Regions from separate parts of the Mus musculus genome. Here region 1 is linked to region 2. The links are chromatin contacts, called in public HiChIP or PLAC-seq maps. All regions are on one chromosome and are shown on one strand. Each heading gives the region's core, a stretch centred on a gene start, on an enhancer-like site or on the middle of the called end of the contact. The rest is flanking DNA. Distances are from core to core; before and after follow the strand shown. Region 1 overlaps Tmprss2 (transmembrane protease, serine 2). Region 2 has its middle 75 kb from the start of Bace2.

Evidence for each region. HiChIP or PLAC-seq counts read pairs in DNA pulled down with a chosen protein or histone mark.
Region 1: a FOXA1 HiChIP or PLAC-seq map of pancreatic cancer cells shows a contact between it and region 2. The contact joins two enhancer-like sites. A contact is called at or near these places in 2 of 484 Hi-C or Micro-C datasets (Th2 cells and embryonic stem cells) and 1 of 115 datasets of contacts at active chromatin or transcription factors (pancreatic cancer cells).

What each region holds. Positions count from the first base shown.
Region 1 is chr16:97,590,903-97,597,925 of GRCm38.p6, forward strand. It overlaps Tmprss2 (transmembrane protease, serine 2), which reads right to left. Exons shown (of 14, transcript NM_015775.2): 3 at 5,838-6,057; 4 at 522-608; 5 at 1-37. Among named protein-coding and RNA genes, the nearest start is that of Tmprss2, 17 kb to the right of the region's middle. Within about 2 kb of position 3,384, at least 47 of the 459 cell types and tissues checked have an H3K27ac peak or open chromatin away from gene starts, as enhancers often do. A contact at or near this core is called in pancreatic cancer cells, where this site is marked.
Region 2 is chr16:97,278,307-97,285,860 of GRCm38.p6, forward strand. No RefSeq gene overlaps it. Among named protein-coding and RNA genes, the nearest start is that of Bace2, 75 kb to the right of the region's middle. Within about 2 kb of position 3,150, at least 18 of the 459 cell types and tissues checked have an H3K27ac peak or open chromatin away from gene starts, as enhancers often do. A contact at or near this core is called in pancreatic cancer cells, where this site is marked.

The sequences.
Region 1 (7,023 bases), core at 2,134-4,633, 310 kb after region 2:
CCACACTCCATCTCAGACGTAGAACAGTTGCTGTCCCCTGGCATTGTATTGGGAGAAAGGGAGGAAAACTCATCAGGCTGAGCATCCAAGGAACTGCAGAGCCCTTAGGAGTCTTGTCATTCACCCTCAAGTCCAGTGAACAGGAAAAACCACCTCCTCACAAGGAAAGGACATGCCATTGCTACATGTAGCGCTTTGAATAAGTTTGGCTCTTGGAAAATGGCACTATTAGGAGGTGTGGCCTTGTTGGAATAGGTGTGACCTTGTTGGAGGAAATGAACAGCAGGGTACAACCTTGTTGCTACTTGAATGAGAGAACTAGTTTAAGACTCCCACAAGCTACAGATTTGTGGAAGCAAGAATACATACACTGTTTATACAGCAATAGGTGCATGGAGAAAAGGGAGGAAAAGGCAGCCTTGCCCTCAATGGAAACCAATCTGGGAGGCATCAGGTGGCTCCTCCAGCCTGGGGAGAAGGTCACAGTCACGGCCATGCACACAGTCCAGCCCCAAACTTACAGAACCTCCAAAGCAAGACAGCAGCCACAGCAGCTCCCGTGAGGACAGTGCCCAGGGCGAGGGCTAAACACAGCGATTTCTTAGACTCTGCGGAAGAGAGGGGTGCTCAGGTCAGTGCTGTAGGAAGATGGTCCTTCTGCCATGCTTAGAGTCATTTTGACTTGAAAATACCACATGTCAGGCTGGGCATGATTGCATATGCCTGCCTCTAACCCCAGTACTCAGGAGGTGAGGACACGGGCAAGAGTTTAAGGCCAGCCTGGAATACAACAAAGAGGAGGAGGAGAAGCAAAAGGGGAAAATCTCAGAAGTCCAAGTCCAAAGTTCACTTGCTACACATAGCAACAAGGCCAGCTTAACCTGGGCACCTTTAAACTTGCTCAGAACTCTTGCATTACCTAAGGCTGGGGAAAACACCCAGTTAGACACCTATTTACAATAAGGTGCTGGATTCTGCATGCTCCTCATGGAACACCACACTGAGCCTGAGAAGCCGAATGATTTTATGAGCACTCATTCACATTGTCATGCAGCCAGAAGTCCTAGTTTAGCGACTGACTGACTGTGTGTGGGTCCATTTATTTGCCACATTAGGGAAGAAAAGGCACCTATTTAATTCATTTGCTTTCGTGCTGCTAAGGATCAAACCCAGTGTCTCACTCATGCTAGGCAAGTGTTCTACCACTGAGCTACACAACCACCCTATGCAACAGTATTGCCACACACATGCAAATGTTAGCTTGAACGTTAAGGGCGCCACTTGGGAGTCTCAAGGCTTCTGCAGCATGAAAATATGTGCTTGGGGGAAATGGAAGCTGAAGCTCCAATTTGAAATGAAATCCAAGAACACTAAGCTCTTAAAACATCACCTTAGGGAGGGTTTGAAAATGGGCCAATGCTCACAAAAAACAAACAAACAAACACCCAGATCGAAAAGGAGAGCTGCCTGGTGTCAGCAACTGCAAGTACAAATCATATAATACTGTCCCCCAACACATCATGGGGGTGCCAGGGGCTTCAGGTAGAGCACCTATCCTTCCCCTAGTAACTTTGGGCTTTTCCTCCTGGCCACTTTGTTCCCAGAAATAACCACTCCAAGACAAATTATTTATGAATAAATGCTTAGGCCATAAGCTTCATCTTGCTCCCCAACTAGCTATAACTCAATTACCCTATTGATTCTATTCTATGTCTTCCACATGGTAAGTTACCTCTCCTCAGGTTTATACAGCTGTCTCCTCCAGAATTAGAGGCAAATCTCCCCCATCTGACTAGTTCCCATAATTCCTCTCTCTCTCTCTCCCTACCAGATGTCCCACCTTCTAGTTCCTGCTACAGCTCATTGGCCGTCAGTTTTTTATTGACCGGTGATGCTTCAGAGATTCTCTCTACATCCCATGGCTGCTGAAAGAACCCTGTGGTATTTGACAGCCACTAGCCATTTACTGCTATTGACACTTTCTTTCAGTAATTACAATTAAGTGGAATTAAACTAAAGTGTATAAATTGAATCACTCAGCCTGCCACAGTGGGGTTTACAATGGTTTGGCAGATAAAGGCACTTACTGCCAAGCCTGATGACCTAAGTTGTCCCCAGAACCTACATGGTAGAAGGACAGGGCTGAATCCAACAGACTACTCTAACCTCTACACACTCTGTGGTACACAAATAAATAAATGTTTAAAATGAGCAAACAAGCAAAAAACAAAGAAGGAACTCTTTGTTCAGAGATATAGCAATGAGCAAACAAACAAAAAACAAAGAAGGAACTCTTTGTTCAGAGATATGGCTCAGTAGTTAAGTTGCCCTTGCACAAGTCACATACTCGGTGACTCACAACTAACCTTGGCTCCAGTTCCAAGGGATCCAGTGCCCTCTGCTGGCCCCTGTGGGTACTACATGCACTTGGTGCACATTATGTATGTGCAAGCACTCATAAAGAAAGAATAAAAAATTTCAGCTAAGAATAAAATAATTTAGAGAATGATTTCCAATACCTAACTGATTTCTTCTATCCATAGCAAACAGGGGTAGCACTGCTGGACAGTGGTTTCAGCCAAAAGTATCAAGGTTTAAAGAAAAGGCCTGATTTCAGAGAAGGGGCCCTGGGGAGTCTAAAATTTGGCATCTTCACAGTGAGGGGCTGGTCATTCCCAGCAACTCCCTCTCCAGATGAAGTTCTAGCAGGGGGTAAGGGGTGGGGTCCCTGGATCTTTTCTTGGAAGAAAGGCTGAGAGATAGAATACAGAGCATAGGAAATATCATTAAAATGGACACTCCCAGGCTAGAAAGAGCCTTCAGGTCTGGAGACCCCAGCTGCAGTGTCACTGTGCTTCCAGAAGTTGGAAAGGCAGGCTGGGGTTGGGCTCTGGAGCCAAGTGACCCAAGCTGACCTGCTTAGGACTGAAAGACTTGCTTTCACCTGGTTCCTACGTCCTGCTAATGGTATAAAAAAAAAATGCCTGGGGATTGGTCCTCATCCCCATCAACAGGGATTGTGCTCCTATGCTAAAGCAGGCAACCTGAACTCTCAGCAGCCTCATAGGGGAGGCCTGGGTCTGAAAACCTCACAAGGCAGTGATTTTATCAAAATGCAGTGAGGGGTGACGGTGCCTTCAGGCACCAGGGTGGAGCCACCAAGAAACCCACAAGAGAAATTCCTTATGGCTCACCTGATGAACTACCAAGTACATTTTCCTCTTTGGGCAACTTATCTGCATGCCATTGTACCTGAGATAAAATGACTCGCTTAAAACTGCCCATGTGGCTCAGTGGTAAACATTTGCCTAGCATGTTCAGGAACCTAGCTCAGCGGGAAAAAAACAAACACTGAATCAGTAACTTGGCTGGTGAGTAAGGGAGATTAAATCAGGTGTCCTTCACCTCTTGTTGGGGCATGTGCAGAGTCACAGTCTGGCTGGTTCACTCAGGACCATGTGTGCAGCAAGAAACCCCCATTTCACCTCTGAACAGGCATTTGTCACCAGCTACAGTCTGCACAGCATAGACTTGCAAGGTTCAGTCCTGCACCATTGTTCATTTATATCTATCCTTCCCAACAGAGCCTGTTGACTCAGCCCTATGGCATCTCTGCATCACAGGACTGTTGACTTTGATCTTCAAAGGCTCTTGCAGGTGCATTCACTGCCACTCAAATGGGTAAGTTCCATGACAGTTGTTAAAGCAAACAGATGGATCCAAAGCAGAATGTCCTTATACTCCCAACATTTAAAGTTGTGCTACCAACATAATGTAGGACACAGGTTCAGAGCTTAATGTCATTCTGACAAAGATGTAGTTTTTGATGCCTTAATAGCAATAACATGTTCTTTTTTTCTTTTTCCTCTCTCTCTCTCTCTCTCTCTCTCTCCCTCTCTCGCTCTGTGTGTGTGTGTGTGTGTGTGTGTGTGTGTGTACACCTCAGAGGCCAGAAGATAACATTGGATTCCCTCCCGTTGGAGTTGTAGAGGAATTCAGATGCTCTGTGAGAACAGCTAATGCTCTTTACTACAGTTAACCCAGTACTGTGATTTTAAAAACATTGTCAAAGTGAGTGAAAAATAGTAAAATAAAATTACTAAAATACTTTCCGGTTCTTGGGACAAGGGGGTCATTCTGTACTTCTGGTAGGCTAATGGTGGGAAGCCCAAGACTGTAGTCTGAATGGATAACTATCAGATAGTGATTTTATCAAAGCACAGCCAGAGATTTTACAATGCAGGTTTATAATGGAAAATCGCACCTCAGTGTTTATCCTCCCTATTTATAGGCAATTGACAGAAAACTAAGATGTCCCACCCCCCATCTGTCACTTCCTGATTACTCCCTGGGAGTGCAAAAGTATTCAGTAGGGTACACCGGGATGCTTCTGCCTTCTGGGCTGACCACTGAAGGCAGGACAGTCTTTTTGGAGGTGCAGCCTTACATGGGGCTCTTTGGCTTCTGATAACTAACAGTTCCTTGCCCTGACTTTCTTCCAGCCAGCATGGCAAGGAAAGGCCAGGTCTTCTGCACCTCAGCTGGGCTAAGATGAAATAGTTCATGCAGACAGGAAAGAAAGCAAGTGACTAGAGGTGGATCAGAGCAAAGAACAGAAGAGCCACTCAGATGTAGAGAGGGACAGCAGGAAAGCCAGGAATGTCCAAGTGGGACAAACAGATTCCTGAGGCCTAAGGTCTATCACATGACTGCTGATGAAGTATGGGTGGCCCACAGGATTCACTTTTGTATCAACCTTGAACGATACATGAAACACACAGACAGGTGCTCATCTCATAAAGCAGCAACTCTGCTAGAAAGCTGGTGTGGAGCTGGAGAAATAGCCATCAGTTAGGAACATCTACTGCTCTTCCAGAGGATCCGAATTTGGTTCCTAGCATTCATGTTGAGTGTTTACAACCACCGAAAATACCTTGGACTCCAGCTCTAGAGGATCCAACACCTTCTGGCCTCCATAGGCACTGGCACATATGTAATACAAACAAGCTCAGTTTTAAAAAATAAATATATAAAGTAGCTTATCAATAGAGTCCCTGGTGTCCTTGACACCAGAGAGGCAACACTGAGAACAGCCAGAATTAAAAGGTAGAGGGACATAAGAGGTAAGGAATCTAATGGTGAGAATAATCATCAAATGAAAGGGCCACAGGAGAGGGCAAAGAGATTCGGCTTTCATATTCAACCTTCAGCACTGTTCTGGGGCTATGGGGGGGGGGGGGGTAAGGGGCTATGGGGAAGACATGATACATCCAGGGCTGGGAGAGTAATTTTGCCGTGGAGAGGCAGCCTGGCTCCCCTAGAAAGTATATGGGCAGGCCCTGGAATGGGAGAAATCCCCCTTGTGGGGAAGACCCTTCTTCTTCTAGGGCAAGAACTGGCAGAGGTGAGAGCTCCAACAGATCTCTGGCTAGTCACAGGAGGTATCTTAACCCTGAGCCCTCTGTGTTCTGAGCACATCAATAACATCTAAGACAGTTCACTCCCAACCTTGAGTGCTTACTGTTGATTCAAGACAACACATCCATAAGCACAGAGGCAAGAAGGGACTGAGAAACCATGCCCTAACAGTCCAGCTGAACTGGGCAAGCACACAGTGGTGCTGCACCAAAGGCCAAGGGGAGAGGAAGGTCTCTCCCTGCCAAAGAGAGATGAGGCAGAGCCCATGGCTCTGACCAGCCAATGTGGAAGGCAGGTAAGACAAGATTGGCCCTGTTGGCAGTGCAGTGTTATTGACAAGGTAGGAGAAATAAGAGACCACAAGAGAAGGCAGATCCAGAAGCTGTAGTCCCTTGTGATACAATGCTAAGGAGTCTTACTTGAGGTGCACAGTGCTCCTGAGGACTTGGGATGTGTGTGGATGACAGATGTTGAGGCTTGCGTTGTAATCCTCGGAGCATACTGAGGCACTGGAGATGGGTAGTACTGGGCTGGATACAAGTTGTAGCCATTGGGAGCCACTGGTGGTCTCGGAGGACAGATGTGCTCAGACTGATACCCGTGGTTCTCATAGCAAGGTCCGATTCCTGGAGGTGACCCCTAAACAATGGGAAAGGAGATAAATCAGTTACAGCTCTCACTCACTCTAAAGGTTTGGAAAGTTAGCATTGTTCACAGAAAACAGGGAGAGAGCCAGCAGATTGCCAATCACTCTGTCATCACAGCAACTTGCTTAACATGACTAGACTCTTGTTTCTGCACTAACTAGAACGCTCAACTATCTGTGTTTCATTAGCTTTGGTTTCCTGGACCATTTTTTTTTTTTCATTATTTGTTCTTTGAAATAAAGAAAAGGTGACCGATAACTAAGATTCTGTAGAAAACATACATACAAGTTTGGGGTCAAAAGTCACACAGTTAGAGTCGCATTCTCTGGTTCCTCCTCTAAATCACCCCCTGAGCCTTGAGGTCTGAAATTTTGAGCCAGGTTAATGTCAAGGTTCAGGATATAGCTCATATCTGAGAACTCACCTGCTAAAGGGACCTCATATTCAGATAATGTGTGCAACCTTGGGTGTAGTAAATACACTTTTCAGCTGAGCTGAGAAACTGCTAGAAGGGACCCACAATGCAGACTCTGTGGCCATTCTCTTCCAGGGTCCTTCTCTCATGCAGCTGTAGTTGGTAGTCCTTTACCCATCTGTTCTCACCAGGATGGTGTTAGCTCAGTGTGAACATCCCTATAGAGTGTATGCATTTTGGTGCTGAGGGTGTAGGTGCCCTTTCAGGGGAACTTGGAGGTCAAAGTAAGTGCTGTGTGAATGTAAAAAGGGCAGGATCCACTTCTTGGGTATCAATCCTTTCACTCAGTCCATTCACGTGACCTTCCCCAGACTGTACTCCTAGTATGGCCCAGCAGTTGTCAGGTTCAGTAGCAAGTTCACAGGTTGGCATTGTTATTTCCACTCTCCCTACTCTCAGTAGCTGGACCTCTCCCAGAGAGGTCTCCCTATGCATGTCTAATGGTTCTTACCCCAAACCTCTCCAGCTCTCTTTCTGCTCAGG
Region 2 (7,554 bases), core at 1,900-4,399:
TTTTATCTCCTCAATGATCATATGGGTAAGAACCCCCGGTCTGAGGGCTTGCTCCAAATCATTATGACAACCCTGAGCCTTGACCTCCTCTCCTGGTACAGGAGACAGGTCACAACCTCATCTCCAAGATATATATTCAGCCTTTGTTACTGGGTGACTTCCCAAGGATACTGGAGTCATTCCAAGGAGACCCCATAACTAATAACTAGTAGGGATCCTACCTGGCCCTGGGCATGAAAGCCTGTGATCTGACTAGTCTAATCCCCACATGCATGGCGTGTCATTCTGTGTGATTTTTCTGACAAGCTCTTTGCCCACCAGCTGGGAAATACTGAAGCAAACCATTTTCCTTGGATGAAGCTGATGACCCTTCAGTGGCCCCATCTCCGAAACCCAGGTGACTCTGCCCAACATCACTCATGATCAATTCTTGTGACCTGATTAGACTTCACCTTTTCTTAGAGAAATAAAACGTCTACAAAAACCTAGTACTGGAGAAAGAGGAAACAGTCCTTGCCCTGGGGACAGGGTCAGAGCATCCTGAAGAGCAAAGTGTCAGTTCCACAGAGCACAGCTCTCTCACAGTGCATCACACACTTTTCCATGGCTAACCTACCTACCATTACCCCCTGAGGACCCTGATAATGAAAGTCTCATCTGTCCTTTGGGAATATCCAAGTTCTAGCTACTTCCTGACCTTACTATGTCTACAAGTGCCAGAAGTAAGAGTGCAATTGAACATATACACTAGGACTCAAGTTCACACAGCGTGGATGGTTGGTTAATTGGGCCACTTCCTAAGTATGTAGTGTGTGATGATGCATTTTGGTTAGTCTCTCTGTTTCTGTTTCTGTTTCTGTTTCTGTCTCTCTGTCTCTGACTCTCTCTCTCTCTCTCTCTCTCTCTCTCTCTCTCTCTCTCTCTCATGTGTGTATGTGTGTGTGCATACATGTTCTTGTGAGTGCTGGCAAGCAGACATCTTATTACATATGTAACAGTCAGAAGACAATCCAAGGTACCAGTCTTCACCTTTCACCTTGTTTGAGATAGAATGTCTTATTGTTGGTCACTGCATATACCATTCTATCTGCTATATTTTTTTCTCCAGTATATGCACAGTATGTTACAGTAGGTATCTGTGATTAACATACACAAATATTCATAATATGCAAGTGGTTATGACAGATCCTATCTTGATAAGCATAAGATGAAATGCATTTAGTTCACCTAACCTGACCCACATCACAGCCTAGCAGTAGAGCCCACCACAGTGCCCACTTTCCCTCTCACTCTCATTCTTCTTTTCAAGTGCTGATGGTGGAATCCAGTGCCACTCATATTCTAGGCAAGTATTTCATTGATGAGTTATACACACACACACATGTTTACCCTCACATAAACATGCACACACACATACACATTTACCCTCACACACACACTTTCACAAGCATACATACACATTTACCCTCTTGATTGTGCAGCTGGCTGGGAGCTACATCACTGAAGGATGCTACCACATGCTACTACTAGCCTGGAATAAGATCAAAATTCAGAATTGAAGCACAGTTTCTACTGAAAGTGTATTGATTTTGTAAAACTCTTAAGAGTCAAAGAATCCCAGGTTAAACCCCTATGATCCAAGGCCATGCAGATATACACTGAGGCACATCTACCATCATTCCAAAGTTTACTTAATATTTATATATATTCTAATTTATTTCCCATGGTCCAGTCAGTACTTGTATTTGTAAAATTGGTTTTTTAAAGATTTATTTATTTTTATTTATATGAGTACACTGCAGCTGTCTTTAGACACAAATCAGAAGAGGGCATCAGATCCCATTACAGATGGTTGTGAGCCACCATGTAGTTGCTGGGAATTGAACTCAAGACTTCTGGAAGAGCAGCCAGTGCTCTTAACCACTGAACCATCTCTCCAACCCATAAAATTGTTTATTGACTAAAATATAAGGATCTTCATTCATCCTTCTCTGAGACAGTTTCTCACTTGTTCCGACTACTTTCCCTGTGAGAATGAATACATGCATTTGTCCTCAACTACAAGAGGAAAAACAACACATTATAATAATAATATAATTTAAAATTATAATATATGAAAATATCCAAACTTCTAGTTCTTCCATGGTGCTTCTATTTCTTCTCCTTCTCCTCCTCCTCCTCCTCCTCCTCCTCCTCCTCCTCTTCCTCCTCCTCTGCTTCTTCTTTCTCTCTTTCTCTCTCTTTCTTTCTTCCTTCCTTCCTTCCTTCCTTCCTTCCTTCCTCTCTCTCTCTCTCTCTCTCTCTCTCTCTCTCTCTCTTTCTTTCTTTCTTTCTCTCTCATCAGATTTTGTTTTTGTTTTTGTTTCTGTTTTTGTTTTTTGAGACAGGGTTTCTCTGTAGCCCTGGCTGTCCTGGAACTCACTTTGTAGATTAGGCTGGCCTTGAACTCAGAAATCAGCCTGCCTCTGCCTCCCGAGTGCTGGGATTAAAGGCGTGCGGCATCACGCCCGGCCCTTCTTTCTTTCTCTCTCTCTCTTTCTTTCTCTCTATTTCTCTCTTCCTTCCTTTCTTTCTTTCTCTCTCTTTCTCTCTTCCTTTCTTTCTTCCTTCCTTTCTTTCTTTCTTTCTTTCTTTCTTTCTCATCTTCTTCCTTTTTTTTTGAGATCAGAGCTCACTTCATAGTCCAGGCTGGTCCAGAACTCACTGTATATCCCAGGCGTGAGAAATCAGACTATGAGATCCTGTATACCTAGGATCTTCCTGCTTCAGCCTCCTAAGTACTGGCTGGGACTGTAGGTGTGAATCACCATACCCAGTAGAGTTTCTAATTTTGGAATTTTCTCAAATGAGCATTTAATTCCTATATGATAGAAAGGTAAATGTCTATAAAATGAATACTTGAATATGTCATCCAGTATCCTCACCTGCTCTCCAGAGTCCATGAAACAGTGACATTTCCCAAACTAAACCACAGCATAGAGATTCATTTATAATTAAGCATGGCATGAGTTACTTTAGTTAAATTTTCACAATTTCAATCAATAAAAGTATTTAACCAAAAAGATAAGTTATTTTTTAAAGGTAAACATAGGTTATGCAGTCAACAGTTCCCATGACATGCCAGGCTGCTCTCTGGTAGAGATACCTGGTCCACTCAGCAAGGTCTGTGTAGAGCAAACTGTGAAAATACCAAGGAGAATGAGTCATATTTCAGTTACTAAAACAAAATACCCATGATCACCAGATAAAAGCAGAAAGGCTCCCTTTGATTCACAGCATCAGAGATACAGTCTACAGTTGCTTGCCCTCATCCCTTTTGGGTGTATATTAGCACCAGGAAGTAGAGGGAGAGAGCAAGGGGCCAGTGTCCCAATATCACCACCAAGGGCAGGCCATCAGTGACCTGACTGCTTTCTACTAAAGGTTCTACCACTCCACAACAGCACCACAGGCTGCAGACCAGGCCTTGGTGTGTGGGATTGTGGGTCACATGTCACATCAAGCTATCAAGGGGAAAGTCTGTACTTCCTGTGCTTATGAAGCACACGCCTCGATTTACTGATTGATGACTAATGAGTTTCCAAAGAATTTTTAGCAAACGTGTGCCTTTTGCTTGTTTGCTCATAGCAGTCAGACCAGAGCTGACCTCTAAACATTACCCAGTATCCATTTCATACCAACATTAAGTAGAGCGAGCACTTAGTCCAGACTGCACCGCTTTTGCTTTTGTTTTGCACACTGGCCAGTGACTCAGAATCCAAAACATGGGCTTGGCCAGTGCGACAAGGGTGAGGTCTTCCGTTTTGCCACCCATGAGCTAGTTGTTGATCCAAGGACTCCACCTCTCCTCAGATGGACTTGAGGGAGGAATCAGAGCTTGGCTGCAGGATATGGTGGTCTTTCTTGATCTGATTACTGGGATTGGGAAACGAATCCTAAATGTGACTTCCAGTGGCAAACCGGAATAGAAGGAATGGAAGAAGGCAACTTTTGCTTTTTGCCTGCTTGCCCTCATCTCACACGCGCTATTGTCTCGCCAGCAAGAACACACGCGTGAGAAACCGGATCCTTCTGCAGCAACTTTATTACACGAGTTTCAACATGAAGAGGAAGACCCCAAGCACCAAAAAGGTGCTGCTTATATACACCTTAGTGTGGCGTGTCCACACCTGATTGGCTGCTCTCCCAGAGCCTCATCACCACGCCCCGGGATGGGCAGTGACTTGGCATGAATTTACTCTTGCACCTGTGCACATTACTTGTTTACCAGTTAGGCACAGCGGAGGCTCATGATGGCAATTGCTCACAGCTCTCCACACCCTCACTCTGGCTACCAAGGTATTTCTTTGCCGGGATCAGTACCTACTTCTTCAAGATTCCAATGCAGAGTGAAGACCAACAACTCTCAAGGAACCTTCCAGAGCTGCAGCACTGACTGGGCTGGCAGAAACATACACAGTCTCACAGGCTGAACAACTACAAAATTCTTGACCTCTCTGATATGAAATACCCATTATTGGACTACACAAACTATAGCCTGTAAACCACTCTAATAAACCCCCTTTTACAATGTATGGCCATTCTACCAGCTCTGTTTCTTTCAAGAACCCTGAGTGATTCACAAACACACACACACACACACACACACTCATATATGCACACACACACACACATGTATGTGTGTGTTTGTCTTCTTAGAGCTACCTCTGAAGCACCCTGATTAGTCCGATACTCGATGAAAACAAAGACATCAGATCTGTTTCCTAAGTACAATCACGGTGGATGGAGATGAATGAGCACTAACACAGTCTTCAATGGGAGGGAGAGGCAGAGCAAGGGCCATGAATACAGAGATGATCCAGTCAGGTCTCCCAGGCAGCTGATGGACGCTCGCAGCTGCGTCAGCAAGGAGGAAGCAGCAATTGAGGGGAAAATAAGATCATGTGGGGATTCGGAATTCTATGAGAAATACAATGTTTCTAAAGCTGAAAACACACACAGCGTGGATTATAAATACGCAGCTATTATCCACAGCTCTGTACAAAGTGTGTTATTATCTAGATTATAAAACTAGTGGCTTAGATGTAACCATTATGAAATGATTGCAGGGGAGGAAGATTGAGGAGTGGGGCTAATTAAGTCAGAGTGTGGGAGCCTGGGGGAGTCAAGGCTGGATCCAGACCCAGGCCTCCCTAGTGGCCTTGTTCTGGACTGTGAAAGTATAGAACAAAGAAGGTGTGTTCAACCCCACACACAATGCCCATATGTCACCCTCTATCATTATAGCAGGTACATTCAATAGATATCTAGAAGTCTGTGTTTCAATAACTCTTCTAAGTAAATCAAATTCTGCCTTAAATGCAAGAAGGAAGATACAATGCAGAGAAGATTATTTTGAAGACTTGTAAAATACAAATATCAGTTATTATGGCAATCAGGACCACACCACTGATCACAACCACAGATATGATTTGATGACAAAAATTACTGTGTAGTAATAATGACAATAAAATGGGAACCCTCATAAGTGAAGAGATATCCAACACGACATAAATTTTCCTTGTGCTTTCTCACGTGTGCACACGTGTGTGTGTGTGTGTGTGTGTGTGTTATGTGATTTGAGTGTGTATGTGATGGGTATGAGTGTGTGTATGTGTGTGGTGTATGGTTTACATGTGTGTGTATGGTGTGTGTGTATATATGCGTGGTATGTGTATGTGTGTGATATGTGTATGTATGGTATATGGTTTGCATGCATGCATGCATGTGTATGTGTATATATGTCTTTGGTGTGTGTATAGTATATGGTTTGTATGTGCATGTGGTGTGTGTGAGCCTGTGCGTGTGTGTGTGTGTTGTGGAGGTCAGAGGTTGATATCAGATGTCTTCCTTAGTCACTCACTATATTGTATAGTGAGCCAGGATCTCTCACCTGAGCCAAGAGCCTGCTGGTTCTGTTAGTCTAGTTAGTTGGTTTACTTCAGGGATCCCCTGTCTCCGTCTTCCAGGTTCTGGGATTTCAGGGAGCTGTGACACCTTCTTGTGCTGTTGCATGGGTGCTTAGAAACTGAGCTACAAGCAGGAGATCAAGTCAAAGGGAGCCTGGGTAACTAGGAGATGTTGACATCTCACCATGTGTCAGAGTGGAGCAAGCAGACTGTCACTGATGCAGCCTTTCTGGAAAAGCTGGAGGACTTGAACCCCTGAAAGTCAGTGCTGAAGCCCAAAGATGTGTATGCTTCTGGGGGGGGGGGGGAGGCGGGTGCTGTCAGGTATAAGGAGGCCTCTTGCTGTCTGTCAGTGCCCACAGGCTCTGTTGAAACCGAGGTCCCAGATCAAAAAGAGATAAAAGTAGAATGGAAGCCTTTCCCACCCACTTCTCAGCCACATGCAGGTCATATATGCCAGCCTCAGCATGTTCTAGAGCCTACTGATTGGCTGTAGCCATCCATCCACGGTCAGTCGGGGCTCTGTGCCTCCACTTCCCAAGCTGGGACATATTGCTGAGTGGTCATCAGATGGCCAGGAGACCACCAAGGCCTCCATATAGCACCAAACACAATGAGTCTATACCTGCAATGTTTGGACACTGGAAATGACTAAAAAGGAGAATTCCATTCAAAGAGGAGTATTTGTGAAAAATCCACTCACTGTAAACAATCAGCAGATTGTGACTGAAAACTCAGAGGAAGGTGCCCATCATATGTGGTGCTCAGAGGCTGTTGGAACCCTGGATACCAGAGATGCTTGTGAGAAAACTGACACTTGAGAATTCTAAATATAATAATGATTTCTACAAAAACAGAAAAGAAAAAAAGGCAAAGCAAAAGCCATGTACTCAGAATAGAATGTGGGAAGTAATGGAGACTGAGTTGTGCTTGGGCCCACCCTCCAAAGCATAGAGTAACTCTGTCTTGGAATAAGTTGGGCCCAAGCCAGGCAGTGGTGGTGCATTCCTTTAATCCCAGCACTTGGGAGGCAGAGGCAGGCAGATTTCTGAGTTCGAGGCCAGCCTAGTCTACAAAGTGAGTTCCAGGACAGCCAGGGCTATACAGAGAAACCCTGTCTCAGAAATACATACATATATATATATATATATATATATATATATATATATATATATATATATATATATATATACATACATAAATAAGTTGGTCCCTGAAAACAATCAATATTTGACCTAAGGTTTCTAAAGGACCTAAAGATTTTAGGGGAAAACTTAGACAAGTTCTTGTCCTGTAAGCATGAGAACTCCAGTGTGAGCCCCAAAACTCACAAAAAAAGTGCTGGGAGTGTGAGAGGAACACATGGACAATTCTAGCACTGAGGAGGTGGAGACAAGAGGATTTCTGGGTTTCACAGGCCAGGTAATATTTCCTATGTGGTGAGTTTCAGGTCAGTGAAAAACCCTGTCTCAAAACAACAATGTAACCACAGTGCTTGAGGAATGACAGCTAAAGCTGACCTCTGACCTCTACATACATGTGCACTGACCATTTCACATGCACACAAGAAAAAAAAGCAACCTTGTCACATGACATAAATTGTCGA